Linked DNA regions of Ctenopharyngodon idella: region 2 is linked to region 1. Evidence: chromatin contacts called from public Hi-C data. All regions are on one chromosome and are shown on one strand. Each heading gives the region's core, a stretch centred on a gene start, on an enhancer-like site or on the middle of the called end of the contact. The rest is flanking DNA. Distances are from core to core; before and after follow the strand shown.

The links. Hi-C and Micro-C count contacts between places; a contact is called where the count stands out from the background.
Region 2: a Hi-C map of muscle shows a contact between it and region 1, with 2.7 times the contacts expected there. The contact joins the promoter of mrtfaa here to the promoter of desi1a in region 1. A contact is called at or near these places in 2 of 2 Hi-C or Micro-C datasets (both in muscle).

What each region holds. Positions count from the first base shown.
Region 1 is chr3:21,162,763-21,165,462 of HZGC01, forward strand. desi1a (desumoylating isopeptidase 1a) reads left to right here and starts at 1,401. Exons shown (of 6, transcript XM_051888735.1): 1 at 1,401-1,734; 2 at 2,428-2,449. The coding sequence starts at 1,644. It overlaps cbx7a (chromobox homolog 7a), which reads right to left and starts at 1,310. Exons shown (of 6, transcript XM_051888731.1): 1 at 1,153-1,310. The coding sequence starts at 1,188.
Region 2 is chr3:21,354,568-21,357,322 of HZGC01, forward strand. It overlaps mrtfaa (myocardin related transcription factor Aa), which reads right to left and starts at 1,360. Exons shown (of 19, transcript XM_051886871.1): 1 at 1,258-1,360. slc25a17 (solute carrier family 25 member 17) reads right to left here. Exons shown (of 9, transcript XM_051886876.1): 9 at 2,023-2,755.

The DNA.
Region 1 (2,700 bases), core at 151-2,650:
ACGTGATCTACACATACACCTAGAACATACTGAAAGTACTTTAATAGTGTTTTCCGAGAAACACGCTGAATAACAGCGATAATGAGTCCTTCCCGGAATCTGCGCCAGCAGAATTCCACAGAAAGTTCCGCAGATTTCCAGAGAATTCCAGCGCCCATCATTTACAGTTCTACACACCTCCCACCCCTTGCGTGCTGATATCCCTGTTTTGGTTTATTCGATGTATTTAGCAAATTTAAATCAAATCGACAGAATTCCGTTAATATTCCCCAACAATCAAAGCAGAAAAAGTGAGAATGTGTAATTGATGCACAGAGACAGTAAAAGTGAAGGATAAATTCAGCATACAACTTATTGATAATGCATATATATATATGCATTATATATATGCAGGCAAGCAGACGAGCCCAGAATATAAAAGCAGCGCCCAAAGTTATACGTTAAGCATTTTCCCTCGTTATTAAGAGAACGCTTAATGATTAAGATAGACGTATTATCGGAGAACCAAATTCATTATGGCTACATCTTGTTCATGATACATAGATAGGTAGCCTACGCTACTAGGCTACTGTATAGAGGAAAGCAGATGAGCACCGAATACAAATGCAATATCTCTGTCTTAGTATTAAGCAATGTTTTCTTTATAATGGGTTTCTATCGGGGGAAAGCTAAACGTGTAACTTTTTTTTTGCGTTCCGTTCATATTTACCTGCTTGCCTGTGTTATAAATAAGTTGTGTAGCCTACTGAATTTGGTCCTGAATTTAAAACCATTAAGATATATAGATAATTAACTATATGCCAAATTTACTGTTTGATTCCCACACAGAATTTCTTCAAAATTAAATTTCAATCTCATTTTTGGATATTCATCTTTTTTAAATTTAAAGATGCTCAATAAGATGCAACTCCTTCGGATGGATAGATAGATAGATTAGATAGATAGATAGATTCACATACTCTTCTCAATAGCATTTCTTTATTTCAAAATAATCAATTTTTTTCTTAAAAATCTTTCGTTACGAGTTCTTTCTAGAGGCTTTGGTTCATTTATTCTCTGATCGTTTCAACTTCAACAGTCAGGAAGAATAAAACAGTAACGATTTGTCAAACTGGACGTATACAAACAATAAGAAGTTGTGTAAATACTTACTTGCATCGTCTTCATGAGTCTCATTTTGTAACTCATATGGATGAAGAAATTCAGTAATGAAAGGAATGAGGTGATAGAAGTGCCAACCAATTGACTTTTATAATGGTAAAACCAATTTTTAGGTACACACTGAAATTACAGTTGATTTATTTTCCGGGGGCATATGGTTATGTCGTGAGGTAATCGCTTGCACATACAATAGATGGCGCTGTCGTGCCGTTGAATTAATACGCTTCTTCATTGGCGACTTGGAAGGACATAACCTATTTATCTTGCTATCCTTTTGAATGTTTTTTTTTTTTTTTTACTCAAACCCTCCTAATGCCATTGATTCTCAAAAAGTCCGATATAGCTACAGTATTTCAAGAATTTCAAAACTCAGATATCAGACTGTCGTGACCATTTGAGAATCTTAAGGCCGTATAATAACGCAAGAGCTGCAGGATACCCGCAGACAGGCTAGTCAGCCGCATTTAGCCACCATCACAAACATGGATCAGCACAACTCGACGTTTGGAGTGCAGCTTTTCATTTATGATTTGTCGAGGGGAATGGCCAGGCAGCTCAGTCCGATAATGTTGGGTGAGTGATGTAGTATATCTTTACCGTTACATTGGTGAGGGCCGAGAAATTTCCAATCCTACCATGAAGAAGGGTTCGCTCATATATATTACTTCCATCTTGCTTCGTTGCCTGGTCACCATCCAATGAGAAATCTTGGCTAATGAATATTAATTAGGTAATGCCACCGTTACTTGGTAACTTTCCAATGGCGAAGACTTAGTGTTGGATTATTAATGAGGTATAGTGACGTTGCGGTTTTACCATCCAATGGCGATGGCTTTGCTTATAAATATTTAAGAGAAGCCTTCGCTGTTCTAGGATATATAAATTCGCGTTACATCTGATCGATGAAAACACTTTTATCAACAAAACCTTTTATTAACATAACCCGAAGAGCTATATTCACAGCGAGACCCGCTGATCTGTTTATCTCTGTTATTTAGCATTATTTATTAAAAACAAAAAGAACAAATTGTTCTGGAACATGATGTTCTTTATGTTAATTAATCGTGTCACATGCTAGAGCACTGGTTAGTTAAGGTTCTTTAGATTGAAAATAAATCTTTAAATGGATCAAACCATAACAGTCCTACTATTATATTTTAATAATGTAAATATAATAACATTTTAACTGTATTATGAGGAACATAACTAATAAAACTAATATCTATCATATAATAAATGATTTCTAAAACATATTCTTTCTTACAGGAAAACAGCTTGATGGGATTTGGTAAGTGAATTACTGTTACTTAATATTGTGCCTATAAAAGATTATGGTTAAAATCCTTTATCTATAAATAAGTTAAGTATATAATTATATAATATTTATGTAATATCTTTTTTAAAAAATTTGAATTTGTGTTTATGCTTGTGAAGTGCTTTGCGCTGCATTTCATGTATGAAAAAAAATGCTAAACAAATATTATTATCTAATAACTGTAATATTAATATGTTTTAACCATATGCATTTCCTGTTATATT
Region 2 (2,755 bases), core at 110-2,609, 190 kb after region 1:
TATTACACAAATAAGTGAGGACTGTTGTTTTTACAATTTTAGTCTCAAAGTCTCTATATAGTGTGAAATGAAGCAGAAGTTGGAGTTTCTTTTGTCCCACTTTATTTAGTCACTATGAATCATAAGCTGACCTAGTTTATACACAACTTGTGAAGCAGAAGTCATGCTTGTTGATCATAAACTGTGGTATTATTGTGTATATGTTGAATATTGTATACTCATGTTTCCAACCTGCAGTTAAAATTGCTGATGCAACAGAAAGACAGATTAATAAGTCTTTCGCATCATGCAATACATCCCAAGACACTTAACAGAAACTTGAGCCCATTTTATTGTAATAAATAAAAATATAAATATGTATTATCTTTTAGAATTATAGATTTTCATAAACATATTTACCTTAATATATTTTATATTAATAAATAAAATAAAAAAAAAAAACTTTCAAGCCTGTTAAAAATCATTTGAATTAACAAACCAACAAAATTTTTGCAAAACAGGACATTAAACTATTGCTTATAAAGGAATAATGCAGTCATACAGAGTTCAAATGCATCTTTATGACCATAAGCTTCAACATGACTTTAGCTGGTAAAGTGTCTAAATGATTTAAAAACAAAAATTGATACTTTCATACACCTTGGAACTTGATTACCACCTTCATACAGTCTGATATTACACATGGTATGATAATAGCATAATGTCAAAATAAACATGGGCAGTATCATATTACATGTGCAGAAAAACTTGGTATTATTTACCATGGTATCGTGTACAAAAAATATGATATAGTACTTTTGAACCAAAGGCAAAACAACACACTTTAAAAGCTTTAAAAAAACACGTTATAAGAGCTGTCATAATACGCAAACTCACCTAATGACAGATGCATGCATTAAAAGAATAAAGACAACATGTCATGATGCATGTTACATAACAGTCCCACCTTCACAGCATCAGGACCACAAGCACCCTCCTATGCCCACTGTGGCCAAGGTGACCTGTATCCCTTATAATCTTCAGTCACACGTATGACAGCCCAAAAAATATGCTGTCTCACCCAGCAAACATATGGCACAGTAACCTGACAAGCAAACTCAGACCATGTGCTTGCTGTTCCCAACTACACAATGCAACTTCCAGCAAGCTCATAATGCAATATTAAACACCCTGGAAGTATTCGAACAAAAGATTGCGCATGCAGCGTTAGCATGTCAAAACAAGGCTTAAACATGATAAGTTTAACAGTTGTCTTACTTTACAATGGTTGATACATCTCATCTATTGGTATTCCACTGGACTGGACTTCACTAATCGTTTCCGATATCCAGTAAACTTCAACCGGAACCCCGCCCGTTTTTAGGATCCATCCAATAGTGGGCGAGCACTTTGAAGACTGGCATTGCAAATAACCAATAGGCTCATGTAAATGACTTCCGCGAAAGAGACGAACGATCGACTGTGTTGAACGATGACCTACTAAACCAATCACATCACTGCTCTCTGTTCTCGGTGGAACCAGAGGGCCAATTGGAATCCTCACCGGTTTTGGTTGGAGGCTCAGCGTTAAGATTTTACCACAGGAATAGAATAACATTTTTCTACAATGGAAGTTAGCACGATGTACGTTATTGTTTATACAATTAAAAAAAAAAAAAAAAAAAAATCATATATTTTAAAAACTATGATTTAAAGTGTACAAATATCTCCAATAACAAACAAATTGAATGTTCTTTTTTTTGTGGTCCACAATGGATTCGGCATAACCTTAGTTTCCAAACAAACAAATCAACAATAATAATTTAGTACAAATATTTTTATAATTAAAATATTGTAATTATTTTAATAAAAAATGTTAATTAGTCACTAAAATCATGGAGACTTCTTACCGACTCTGGGTTGAAGACCAGCGCAAAAAGAGCGATTTTACTGCCTCCTGGAGGCCAATTTATACAATTGTCTGTTTGTCTGACCCGGTTTCCCTTGAAAAACAAAAAGCAAAACAATGCATATACCACATAATCATGGATCAATTATTTTATTGTAGAAAAAATATTACACATTTATAAAATCTCAGAAGTCTTTAATGAGTATAATATCCTAAATTATTTATAATATGAATTAATCTGACTAAAATTCACATTTTACATTCATAAATAACTGTAACTGCATGCTGATGATTCAACTTACATTTCAGTACAGAGTGAACATCAGCACTGAGAGACATTTTTGAAATCAGTCTGCCAATAAGGCATGTACAAGTTTCTGCGCGCAACATTCAGATTTCAGATGTGGTGATTCTGACTCACTAACTGGTTAAATAAGATATTTTAAAGTTCAGACTATAGACTTTTTAGCTTAAAGGTCTGTTACAGTGTCAGTGGCTTTGTATTGTCAAGTAGAATCAAGTATCACTTACACAGAACCAGAAAAACCAGCCTGGTTTCCATATGGTATATCAATGCAGGAAAGCTGATCTAAGATCTAAGATGTTGACAGCAATGATCTTGGTCACAAAACAAATCCGTCACAAGCATTATTTTCGTTTTGACACTTTGTAAACCAGTCCAGATCTGCTGTTATTCATAAACAAGGTTAGTTCAGAATACTACATAAAATAGTGACCAAGGTATTGAAATATTAAGGCAATTTTGCATTAATAAGTACATAGAGAATGAATTACTTAAGTGGGTTTGATTTCAGTAATTTTGCATACATCCTATTTGTCATCATTAATTTGTATCACTACACTATC